Linked DNA regions of Xenopus laevis: region 1 is linked to region 2. The links are chromatin contacts, called in public Hi-C maps. All regions are on one chromosome and are shown on one strand. The core of a region is the stretch at or near the end of the contact, and the rest is flanking DNA. Distances in the headings are between cores, read along the strand shown. Region 1 holds the start of carmil1.S (F-actin-uncapping protein LRRC16A). Region 2 overlaps carmil1.S (F-actin-uncapping protein LRRC16A).

The links. A called contact is a pair of places that touch in the nucleus more often than the background predicts.
Region 1: a contact with region 2 is called in a Hi-C map of the XTC cell line, with 4 times the contacts expected there. The contact joins the promoter of carmil1.S here to the enhancer-like site in region 2. A contact is called at or near these places in 2 of 4 Hi-C or Micro-C datasets (the XL177 cell line and the XTC cell line).

The regions. Positions count from the first base shown.
Region 1 is chr6S:83,214,784-83,221,194 of Xenopus_laevis_v10.1, forward strand. It overlaps carmil1.S (F-actin-uncapping protein LRRC16A), which reads right to left and starts at 5,036. Exons shown (of 38, transcript XM_041567768.1): 1 at 4,998-5,036.
Region 2 is chr6S:83,078,174-83,085,558 of Xenopus_laevis_v10.1, forward strand. It overlaps carmil1.S (F-actin-uncapping protein LRRC16A), which reads right to left. Exons shown (of 38, transcript XM_041567768.1): 30 at 6,500-6,517; 31 at 2,081-2,147; 32 at 454-650. Among protein-coding and RNA genes, the nearest start is that of scgn.S, 26 kb to the left of the region's middle. Within about 2 kb of position 3,263, at least 1 of the 7 cell types and tissues checked has an H3K27ac peak or open chromatin away from gene starts, as enhancers often do.

The sequences.
Region 1 (6,411 bases), core at 3,786-6,285, 140 kb after region 2:
AAATGTGCTCTCCAGTTCAGCAACTTCAAAACTTTGAAGGATCTGGGAAGAAAAAGTCCAAATTTGATGTGCAAGCCTTTATTATGAACGTCTGTGAGTATAATCAAGCACTGAAACGGGGACACAGGCCGTGTGGGTATCCCCTTATACTCTAACATTTTCAAAACCTGTAAAACCTCTCTCTCTTACTCAGCACAAACGCACTTTAACTTGATGGTGATTGAAGTATGTATCACTTACACTAAAGCTGGCCATAGACGCAAAGATCCGATCGTACGAATCAACGTACAATCGGACTTTCCCATCTCCCGACCCTCCACTAACCATTCAGATCAAAGTCTTACCATTCCGATCAAATCAGCTGATGTTCTGCCCCTGACAGCAATCGTACGATAGTTATGTCTGACAAAGCTATTGACAGTCTCCCACTGAAAATCGTAAGATCAGCAATACATGCAGAGATATTATCGGCAGGCGACAGAAATTTTCTAACCTGTCCGATCGACCAAACGACCAGAAGAAAAAATGTCGGGACTCTCCACACACGTCTATGGCCAACTTAATTCCTTTTCTCTTGGCAATTTGAGCAACTCACTGATAGTGTGTGAATGTAATCACTTTGAGGTGTAAATTTAATCAAGAACGCTAAATTGTATATTTTTTCTTGTTTTTTCTCTCCATATCCTCGTTCGAGGTACGATCTGTGACTTTCTCCTGGAATTTTTGAACACAGTATGAGTCATCTCTGACTCATTTTAGTTGCCTGCAGCACAACATCTGACAATGGAATTACTGCTGGGTTATATAACATTTCTATGCCAGCAAGTTTTAGGGTAAGCAGATGAGCCAAGAATTGGAAGAGGATGCACTTTAATTAAAATGTCCGTACTCCTTTTCTCTCTCCTCACACATGAAGTATGCTACTGGACTCAGAAGCACCCTATACAGGGAAGATTCCACTTATTTAGTTCAGTGTTAAAGCGATTTCTTCCCATACAGAAAACACAGTAGAGTTTAGTAACAATATTAAGCTGGCCATAGAAGCAAAGATCTGATCGTACGAATCGAGGATTGGTACGGTTTTCGAACCGTGTGTGGAGAGTCCCGACATTTTTCGTCCGGCGGAGATCGGTCGTTTGGTCGATCGGACAGGTTAGAAAATTTCTGTCGGCTGCCGATAATATCTCTGCGTGTATTGCCGATCGTACGATTTTCAGTGGGAGACTGTCACTAGCTTTGGTTGGACATAGATATCGTACGATTGCTGTCAGGAGCAAAACATTGCTGATCTGTTCTTTAACTATCTGACTGGTAAGACTTTGATCTGAATGGTTAGTGGCGGGTCGGGAGATGAGAAAGTCCGATCGTACAATGATTCGTACGATCGGATCTTTGCATCTATGGCCAGCTTAAGGTCTGTTTATTATAGTATATAGCATGTGATCAGAAAAGAGCAGAAGAGGGTGCCAAGTCACCTCAGATGAGCACTCTAAACTGGCGGAGCAATATTTGATACCCGTCTGTGCTATGTGTCATTTAAATAAATGAAAATTGCATTATTTCTTGAACTGAAGACATGCAATTTGAATTTTTCTGGAAGAAAACAACCATGGTTGACAGGCAGTTTCCTTTGAGGTGAAAAACTGGCAGCAGAAAAGGGTATTGAGCATTTGCAAAATATAACCCCACAAAACACTGCCACTATTACACTGTGCAATAGACTTACACCATTAAGCTGAAGGCAGAACATCTTGTAAGTAAGTGCACTGACAGGCACAGGATCAGCCTGACAGCACACAAACAGAAAGCAGATTGTGGAGCAAAAATTAATACTTTTCCTCCACTGGTGTGCACAATGCACAAACATTTTTCATACAAAATCAAAAGAGATATATATATATAGATATATATATATATATATATATATATATATATATAAACATATATATAAACAAGAACAGATCCGGCCTGGTGCACTCCCAACCAACTTGGTCCAATGCCTGGGTGCAGGCTTCCACAAAATTATATATACAAATATTAACAAACCGCACTCCAGGGTCTTTGTCCTCTGTGCAAAAAGGTGAGACTTTATTTCAACGTTTCGGCTCCATAATTCGGGCCGACTTCCTGATGACGGCCCGAATTATGGAGCCGAAACGTTGAAATAAAGTCTCACCTTTTTGCACAGAGGACAAAGACCCTGGAGTGCGGTTTGTTAATATTTGTATATATATATATATATATATATATATATATATATATATATATATATATATATATATATATTCTGACAGCAAAAAGTTAAGAACCACTCAATCATTGATCATGCATGCTGATCTACAGAGAAAAATCAAGAAGAGCTTTTGAATTTTGATAAACCATCTTAAAGACTAAATCTAAATCTCACCTTCATGGGACTTTGACCCCCCCCCCCCAGGGAGCCGTAAACGTGTCCAGTACATCACAGAAACACAACTGAGCATGTAAACAAACATGTCTGATGTGGAATGTCTGATTTGCGTGTTACACTGTCGCACTACAATACCCAGTTGGGGAATGATGGGAAGTTCAAGCTTAACAGCTGGAGAGCCAGAGCTTGGACATTTCTTAATGAAGAATCTCTTTTTTTTTGCTAAGTGTGCCTAATCTATAGTAGATTTCTGCCAGCAATTTATTTGCTGCAGGATCTTCCTACACACACAGGATAATATACACTGGCACCATTATCCTCATGGAGCTGCTCAGCATTGTTATTAAGTGCCATTAGCAGGAATCCCCATAGGGGGCTGAGACTGTTATGTTTACAGAAATCCATTCTGATCCCAAAATAAACTCCATGCTGTTACTACTGTAGATTTACAGTGCTGTCAATACATTTCATCCATGCGGCTCAAACATTGGTGAGGTTTTAGTCCCCAGCATACAAAGGTGAGCAGTCACTCCCACTTCATTAACCCATTGGGCACTGAAAGGGGCAAGTGGAGGTGCAGTCAGTCACCTTCAGTCAAAGAACTTAATTACAGATGTGCCAGGCAAGCCAGTGAGCACGTGCCAGTTGCACCAATAGGTATATTAACCTTTTTTTTGACTGGGGCTTAAGTCATACAACAAGAGTGGCACCTCCAAGATATCTATTATAAATATAAATAAATATATATATATACATATATATATATATATATCCACCGTTGAAGACCGCACACGTCATTCACAAGTCATTAGCTGGGTGCTGTGTGTAGATTGTGAAATCCTGTACTCCAAAAGTTACACGCACAGCGAATCAAATCTCTTTTAAGGTTTATTACAAAAATTGTTGATTATACATCACATCGACGTTTCGGTTCATGGTTTAGAACCTTTCTCATGGATAAGCATCTGGAGAAAGGTTCTAAACCATGAACTGAAACGTCGATGTAATGTATAATCAACAATTTTTGTAATAAACCTTAAAATAGATTTGATTCGCTGTGTGTGTAACTTTTGGAGTACTATATATATATATATATATATATATATATATATATATATAGAGAGAGAGAGAGAGAGATATAGAGATATATATAGATATATATATAATTATAACAGATATGTTGGAGGTGCCACTCTTGTTGTATGACTTAAGCCCCAGTCACCTATTGGTGCAACTGGCATGTGCTCACATAGATATATATACAGACACATAGTCAATGTATGCAATAGGGGTAGGTGGGTGCTTAGTGTGATACATCCAGGAAGAGCAGTCTTACCTAGCAACTCTCTGGGGACCTCGGAGGTTTCTTCTGTCATTCTGTCAGCCCCTCTTGTGTTTGATGGTTGAACAGTAGCAGGCAGCCAGCTGCTCCACCACACAGATCCCTCAAGGTCTCACACAGCAAATCCGATGCACAAGGGGCAAATGATGTCACTGCGTACTGTACATACCCCCGGCAGCAGCCTCCCATGCCCCAAATTAATAGCAGAAAGCAGGAAATACACTGTATCCCGGTTCAGAAAATCCCATGCACTGACTAGTGGGAGAGGCTTAAAGAGCCAGAGAGAGGGGGGTGGGGTGTGAAAGACAGATAGGAGGAGGGGAGGCTGATAACAGCAGGTCTCTGTCTGTCTTCCCTAAAGCTGGATTTCCTCAGCAGTCTCTCTTTCACTGGGCTGCACTCGCACACACGCACCTTGTCTCTTCGCAACAGCGCCCCCTTCCTCGCTTTTGTGGGAGCCGCTACAGGCAGCACACCTACAGGCTGAAGGGTGTTCCATTAGGAGTAAGCGACGGGCGGAGGGAGGGGTGGCACCCTGAGCTGGTCCCTCACCTGCACCCACGCCGTAGCTCGCGAGACTTAGAAGGGTGGGAAGGAAAAAGAGCAAAAAATACCTCCTCAGGGTGCGAACTTCATGGCTGAGTGAGCAAGCTGAGCGCCGGAGTTGTGTATTAGATAAACTCCACACTTAAACTGTAGACATGAATAAAATCACTGCCCACGGTCAAACTGTAATATCCCTCTGCTTATACCTGGGTAACATAACATACAACGTTTATAGCCTGCTAGTCATGGATTAAATGACTTTTGTACAACACTGTACCAAGCAATGACTAAAATGTAAATAATGTAATAAAGGTGACATAACCAGAGGCCAGCCACCCCCTATTGCAACTACAAAATAAAGACGTTCCACAGTGGAACACAGGGCCGCCATCAGAAATTGCAGGGCCCCATACGACGAAATTTCCTGGACCCACCTGGGCTGTGCCCTCCCCACCCCACAGGCCCACCCCCACCACACAGTAGAAAAAAAAAAACATTGGTGGCTAGGGTTTCCACATATTAATAAAAATATATTGGTGGTCAGGGCCCCCCAATAAAAAAACGTTTGTGGTCAGGGCCCCCCTTAAACATCCATGTAAATAACTTGACCCCCCCCCCCAGAAATTTAAAAATTTGGGCTCCACCACACAAGGACCACAAAGGGTTACCTTTAGGGGAGCCCTGCCATTCTGTACTTACTTCATTAGCTTGGCCCACCTGCTGTCAGTGAGCTGCCAACTACAGAAGGGAGGAGGGGAGCACAGGTGACAACATTTTCTTCCCTTATCGGTCACAGAATTTCAAGTCCCGGTAAAGCTGCATGGTGATTGGATGAGCTGGAGGAGAAGTTCAAACCTCAGCTATCCAATCCCTGAGCAGCTCAACAGAGACAACTCTGTGACCAATAAGGGAAAGTAATGGACAGAAGATACCTCCCCCTGTGCTCCTGCCCTGCCTTCCCGAAGTCGGCAGCTCTCAGAAAGCAGGGGGGCTAATCAAGTAAGTGCAGTGTGGCCGGCCCCCCTTACCCTCGGGCTCCCTACATCTCTCCCCCCTGTCCTCCCCCTGATGGCGGCCCTGGTGACCATGTTTAATTGTTTTGTGGCCTGATTGATACTGGACAGTAAGTTGAGGTTGTTGTGAGGGGCAGGGGTGGGGGATTTTGATGTAGCAGCTGGGGGTGGGCTTGGGTACCTAGTGGGTGATTTCTATATTTACCATCTAGGCATTGTGACCAACCCAAAGGCCGGTATTAGGTGGAACAAAGTTGGCAATTCTAATAACTGGCATAGCCAGTAAAATACCAGCCATAACTACTAATTCACCAGAATATAGTTGCCAGCAGGGTCGTATTTACATAGCGGGCACCCCTGGGCCCGCTGTTGTTCGTCACCCCTGTCCCCTCCCTTTTATTCGCTGAAATTTTTGTCATTGGGACCAAAGCAATGGGGATTGGCGCGCATTAAATTTGAAAAACTATCGCATCCCCAGGGTTTATGAACCAATGTGGGTGTGGGTGCATGCCTCTCCACAAATCCAGGCCTGGTTGCCAATATATTTGTAATACTCTGTTGCCTATGATGCCTCCATGCGTGGCCCAGTCCCGCTGCCCCCTCATGACACAACTCCACCCCCTTACTCAACTAGCACAATGATGGAGAGCTCGGTCCTCTGGATATAACACACTTGTGGTGCTTATCCAGAAGACCATTCACCTGCACAGGGGGTCAATAAATATAACAAACATGGGAAAGTCGTGCTCACCAATAATTTTAAACCAGTAAGCAGGGGTGCAATGAGTCTGTGACCACAAAATTCTTACAGACAAATACAAGAGGTCCTCTGTACTCAACCCATTAGTGAGTAATGTAAAATAGTATGCAATCAATGTCTCATAATATAAGAGTTCCAAATTGAGCCCAACCCTGCCTACTCTCCAAATCTAAATCACTTCACCCAGACCCACCTGCAGCCTCATGCCACAATGCTATGCTACCCCCAAAATGGCTACCCCATGGCCCTGAAACTTCACAACTCTGCCCTCCTATGTCATTGGCCGTTTCGCCCAAGAATAAAGAACTGTAGGGCCTCCCCTAAAGCTACTACTCTTGGC
Region 2 (7,385 bases), core at 2,013-4,512:
ATATGGTAAATTATTTCTATTATGTTTTCTCTAGATTTAAATAAAGATGTGACACAGGGTTTAATGTGGGGAGTCAGACTGACTTTGTATTTCTAGATATCTTTCTGTGCATTGCTAAACAGCAGCTTTTCTTTGAACTAACACTGGACTTTAATAAGCTGCTTGTCTAATTGCAGCATACAGAGACTTATTATGTTGAGTTTGTGTTTCAGATGAGCTGATTTGCATACTTGTATTCAGATAACAATGGCTGCATTAGAGTAGAATATATTAAGATATTGCCAATTAAAGGGATGTTGTTTTTATGATCCTAATAAAAATAAATAGTTTGGTGCCTAATTTTACATTCCTGAAATAAACAGTGCAAAAGATCCACAAAAGCTAATCCTCCTACAATAAGATAATGCATTAAGAACAAGGCACTCTACAGAACAGTGCAGGATACGATCTTACTGTGGTTTTGCTTGGTTGTTGCTTCTTCATCCTTTTGGGACGTAGTTTTGTGAAATGTTCCAATTTTTTGCCTTCTCCTGAGGGTAGTTCTGCTATCGCACTAGATGTACGTTTGTCTGGCCTGCTGGATGGGTAGGGAGGGTCCTCAATATGTATCGGGACTTCTTTCAGAACTCTGTCCAAATCAAATTCCATCTCTAAAATTCAAATATCAAAAGTGATAATTAATCCTTATACTGCTTTTACACTAGCATTGGCCAAAACCAGGGATAAAATGGAGTCTATTGGAGACCACCTTTCCGTAATTCGGAGCTTTCCTGAAAACGGATCCTATACCTGTACTACATTGTTTGCCAAATGGGCTAAATAAGCACCAGAATTATTTTTCATCTGAATTAGTTGTGCGTTTCTCTCTCTCTAAGCAAACCCTATGCTATATGTGTGTGTGTGATGCTGTTATCTAGGTGCAGTAATCTAAAATATAGTATCCAATGTAAATATATATTCCAGACCAGAATCGTCAAGACAAGAATATTGTCAAATTCCTAATATGTATAAACATAAACATCATTTATTGCCAGACTAGGAAAGTTTTAAACCTTAAAGGGATACTGTCATGGGAAAAAACATTTTTTTCAAAATGAACCAGTTAATAGTGCTGCTCCAGCAGAATTCTGCACTGAAATCCATTTCTCAAAAGAGCAAACAGATTTTTTTATATCCAATTTTGAAATCTGACATGGGGCTAGACATATTGTCAATTTCCCAGCTGCCCCAAGTCATGTGACTTGTGCTCAGATAAACTTCAATCACTCTTTACTGCTGTACTGCAAGTTGGAGTGATATCACCCCCTCCCTTCCCCCCCCCCCAGCAGCCAAACAAAAGAACAATGGGAAGGTAACCAGATAACAGCTCCCTAACACAAGATAACAACTGCCTGGTAGATCTAAGAACAACACTCAATAGTAAAAACCCATGTCCCACTGAGACACATTCAGTTACATTGAGAAGGAAAAACAGCAGCCTGCCAGAAAGTGCAGGCACAAGTCACATGACCAGGGACAGCTGGGAAATTGACAATATGTCTAGCCCCATGTCAGATTTCAAAATTGAATATAAAAAAAATCTGTTTGCTCTTTTGAGAAATGGATTTCAGTGCAGAAGTCTGCTGGAGTAGCACTATTAACTGATGCGTTTTGAAAAAAACATGTTTTCTGATGACAGGATCCCTTTAAACAGGAAAAAAGGATTGAAAAATCTACCCAGCAAATGGAAACTCTCCAATGTGGGTGGCAAAGGTACTGGTGGGGAACTTGTGTACAAAGCACAATGTTTATTTCTGTAATTAACATAGCAGCATTGTGTTTTAGCTATGCAAGTGCATGATAAAAAATAATCATATTACATGACATATGCCTGAACTCCCTGACAGTTGCCAGCTTTCTCTGAAAGAAACTGTTACAGCTTTGCGACACTTGTCTACTTTTCAGAAATGATTGGAGAATGACCTTATCTCTGCTCTTTGTGAGTGGAATGCAAAATATATGTCATGTTTTCAAGACCAAGACACATCAAAGTTAGTTGGTTCCTGAATTATTTAGGCAGACATTTGTTCAGACTACTTACCAAAAGCTCGGGAAACTGGGCGAAGCATTCTGCTGTGAATGCTCTTTCTCTTTGACTTGGGCGTCATCTGGAAAAAGAACAGTAAACAGAAGCGTTACGCTTAGACCCAGAATCAATTTTGATGTTTTTTACATTCATAAAATAGCATTAATAAAAATAAGGCTACACTTACATAAAACTCTCACCCTCACGTTGGACACTTACAAAAAGTAATTACTGTGCTAACTGATTATCTGCCTCTCAGGGGGCGTCAGACTTGTGCACTAAGGTGACCAGGTTGCACTATTACTAAATACAGTTTATACTAATTGAGACCAGAGTGCTCTATAATCTAGGGGACATAAAAAATGAATAACATTCATAGTAGGCTGCTTTCTGTTGTAACCAGTTAATCCATGGAGAGTGGCAGGCTCACAATTGTAATGTAGAGAATTAATGCTAGTCCAGCTTCCATAACGTATATTGCTTTTACAAAAGAGCTCAGCCTGCCTAATTGCCTCTTATGAGCAAGGGATCTTATCAAACGTTTAATACCAATGTAAGAGATAGGCACGTATAGCTCAATTCTACAGTGGCAAATATCATCCACAGGTTCTGCCTTACTGGATGGTATTTTATGATTGGAACATATCTTTGCACTGTGTTAAAGGTGATAATTGTGATACCCAGTGGGTGGCAGCCAGTGGCTGACTGGAATTCGTTTTGGCCAAATTTTCCTTAAATTTGAATTGAAGATGTTTAACTTTAATGGGTGAAATGCATAAGAATTCAGAAATGAAATAGATATTTTCAAAAATATGAATGTATAATTGTACATTAGGCATTTGAAATTGTAATACTTGAATGTGACATAATAATTTTTGTCAGAAAATGACATTAGGAATAACATTATATAAGATGTTTGATTGCATACAGTGAGCATTGACACATTGAAATATGGTTTCCAGAGTTTTTTTGAATCTAGAAAAATATCTAGATAAATAACCCTTCTTTCCTAAATCAAACAAAGACCTATACAACAGAAATACTAAACATAGGTTTTTTTTACTCAAATTCAAATAATGCTTAACATTTTGTAGAGTCCCCTCAGACCTGACCGTGACGTTTTTACACAAACTAAACAATACATTTACATTATAAGAAGGTTCTTTGTGCTAAGATACCCCCTTTGGGCTAAAAAAAGCTTTGTACTCAGCACATTCATTTCTAGCACAGCCCTCTGCTCTCTGCTGTGCCCACCTCTAACTACTGCACTAAATGTTCTCAAAAACAAAAATGAAATATGCACATAAGAAAAACTGTTTACATAAACACATAAACATGTTTTATATATATATTCCCCCAACAGTCTTCCAATTGCCAGTGGTGCAATTGGTGGGGCATGGTTGTTTATATAAACATTTCAGAACAAACCATGAATTAACTCAGAGGATGAGAAACATTCCCCTTTTACGCATATTAACATTATCTATTTATTTGCACTGACCCATATATAGTACAGAGACTTAAGGATTTATTTACACTATTAGTAATGAAAGTAATATATTTTTCAGACAATATAACATTGTTTACCCTCTTATCCTAAAAATGAATTGGATAACAGTGTGCAATTTTAGCTTTGCCATATTTAATGCACAAGTTCATTGAAAAGGTTTTGTGATGCCCCTGAGGCCTTTTATTTTTTGTGTGAATCATTCAGGCTTCACAGACAGACTTTACTTTTATCCACAATCAGCACTGCACATTTGCATACTGTATGGAGTGGAATTTGAAGGGCAGAGATGCAATTTATTCCATTTCTAGGCTTAATAAATATGAATAGATGTTAAATGTTGATGTTAAAGAAATATTTAGTATTTAGTTATTTAGCCTACCATATTCAGTAAAGAGTGGGCAATAAGTACAATTAATTACTAAAAACAACAGAGCTACAGACTGTATTTGCAAATATTGAGAAAAATGTTATGTAAACACTAATAGTACAGATATGGGATCCGTTATCCAGAAAGCTACAAATTTCAAAAAGGCTGTTTACCATATTTAAATTTTTAAAAAACCGTTTCCTTTTTCTCTGTAATAATAAAACAGTACCTTGTACTTGATACCAACTAAGATGTAATTAATCCTTATTGGAAGGAAAACCCGCCTTTTAAGTTTATTTAATGTAATGATTTTCTAGCAGATTTAAGGCATGAAGAACCAAATTATGGAAAGATAAGTTATTCGGAACACCCCAAGTCCTGTGTTTAGTTGTAGCCTCCTATAATGTAGTCATAAGTGTATTTCTTTTGCTGTAATAAGAGTACTTTATACTTGAAATTTTGTAACTTTATGAACTTACAACAGCACTTTGACAAAGGTTTTAAACCAAAACAGAAACGTTAATGCAATGTAATTTTTTAACACTGGAATAAAAGGAGATTTTTTGAAACGGAGTTCAGCACCCGGAACCCGGTGGACAAAAATAGAGAATCCACCAAAATATTGTCACCAGAAAAAGAACTTGTGCTCTCTGTTAGAGGAGAAAAAATAAAACTTTTGGTTAATTGTTCTCATAAAACAGTCAGAGTTCTCCCCAGAAATATAATTATAGGGGACCTGACTGGTCTGTATGAAACACCTCACCTTCCCAAAGTTTATAATTGGCTAAAAAATTCCTATGAGTAAGTGCCCCAACAGGCACGAAACGCGTTAGGTTTTTGCCCAATATGTCCTAATGAATATTTTGTATTTTTTTTTTTACACACACTCACATCTATTGGTATGTCACATGGTCTGTCTGAAACACCTCACCTTCCCAAAGTTTATAACTGGCTAAAAAATTCCTTTATTTTTGGCCAGTAAAGCTTAACTACAAGTCAGAAGTGAGAAAATGTATGTATGAATAAAATGTATTAATAAATGTATTGAATATATCATATTTTCATAACTGAATTCTCTATGTGTTTTATTCACTTAGTCACTCTTCATAGTGTTCCGTTCCATCATGTCTTTCTTGTTTGCGGAGCTGAAAACTGCACTGAAAAGGCCTAACTGCTATCCTGTCATACAAGTTCATGACCAATTTAAAATAGAATTCCAACAGGTTACAAACCAACATCAATCCGACGCCTGAGGCCATGATTAAAGGAGTTACTCCCGAAAAGCGTCAGGTGATGTTGGTTAGTGACCTGTTGGAATAAACCACCTTTTTTTTATCTAACCGGAGTGCCGCCTTTCTATTCCTTGAGCAATTATTATTTCAGTGGGGACGCTGATGGCAGAGCACCCAGATCACAACAACTAAAAAATGGAGCTACACTAAGAAGATCACACAGGGGGTGAGTTTGGAGCAGCCTAAATCTTATTTGTACTGTGCCTATGTTATAAAAAGCTACAATTGTTTCTTTGCTTATCTTAAATTGTAACAAATGTATCTTTTTCTGGCATCAGTGCAGGAGATCTAAGAGAAACTTCGGACTTTTTAATAAAAATTCACAATTGCAGGCTGAGCTATCTAGAACAGATAGAGCCTTAGCCTACAGCATAATTCAGAACCATTACAAGATATAGGGTTGCGGCATTCCACTGACATCACGGGGGGGGGGCAATTACATTGTGGGCAGGACAAGGACATCCCACGGGTTGGTTGGTGGACGGAGCTATGACGTGGAGGTTGGCCAATCACCAAATCAATCCGGGTCAAATCTGGACAGGTGGCAATCCTAGCAAGCATGTAGCATGTGAACATCTGTTTTAAGATGGTTTTCACTGCATGTCTTGTATTAAAAAGGACTCTTCAGCTCTTTACCTCTTCTCAACCTAACTGTGATGATCTCAAAGATCCCTTCAGAAGCCATTTTGAATATCCTGAACTAAAGAAATAGGCTTTTGCAATTTTGAATATATGGCTCTAAAATATTAGAATGTATCTGTTCCATTACACCAATGGTTCTGAGGGAATAGTTGGCCACAGGAACATTAAGGAGTGATGTGAATGTCTTCTCCCAGGAGGGTTTAAGTCTCTCTTTTTGTGTGTAGCATGAGACATGCGAGTACATTCTGTTTTAAGATGACTTTCAAGGCATGTATAGAAAAGATTTACAAATCTTGTCTCACCAGTGACTTAAATCATAGCATTTTAACCAGTTGGCTGAAAATAGATGCTAGCTGCACACAATGCAGAAGGCTCCAAGACTCACTTGTTTTAAAAGATACAACCAATATATGTATTGCTCTCAGCACAAGATTCCTTCAAAAGCACAACCGTTTTCTGAAAGTCTATATTGATGAGTATTAATGGTGTTCTTTTAGTAACAGTGATAAAAAAAATGCCTTTGTAAAAAACCCAAGAGACAGACAGGCATGCAGCAGAAAGGCAAATAAAGCAGGATAGTCTAAAAGAAGAGACAAAAAAAACGCAAAAATGAAAATACTTACACTTCTACAGCAGAGAGTCTCCAAGCAGCAAAAAGAAAAAGGAAAGGATATGAATAAAAAGAAAAGAAAGCAGGAAACATCAATAAAGAGCAAAGAGAAGCCAAAAACGTAAAATAAAAATAATAAAATAACAAAGACATAGTAAGTAAAATGAAGGGACTGGGCTACTGCTTCTGGCCTTGTCAGAAATGATAATATTCTCAGACTCAGGGAGTATATGCCTTATGACCAACGCCACTCGTTAATTCAAACAGTCTGGCTAACAGATCTGATCTAATCAACACTGTACACACTATAATCACATTAAATAGCAGTGTTGTTATTATTCTGGACGTGCACCTGCATAGACTGGAACACACTGGCCATGACAAAGTGAGATAAAATAAAAAAGGCAGGCTTCTCTTTCTTTTCCCAACAAGGCAGGATTGTAAAATTCTTTGCTTCTTGTTTTCATTTACAGTCATACAGAATACAGAGGAAGCAAGGCAAAGTATTAGCAAAATCTCTTATGGACCAACAGAGCTTAAAATCAATTTTCTTCATCTGCCTTAGAGAATAAAGGCAGAAAACAGACACGCTACTTTGCAACACCTCAGAAACAAATCGTGCAATGATAATGGGATCACCATGCTAAAATCAAAATAATAACTACAGAACATTACAGATATATATCCCTTGAACTGTGGATTTTTCAATTTCTGTACTGGCAGCATTCTAAATTGTTCCAAAATTGCAAAACTAATTTATAGCTGATGCTAGCTTGTCAACGTTGTGCTGGCAAAGCTGGCAAATATTAAAGTATTAGTTGGCTAATAATACACTGGGTAAGAAATATTGCAGTATTAGTTGTCTAACACCAGCTTGGGAAAGAAAAGTTGGAAATACT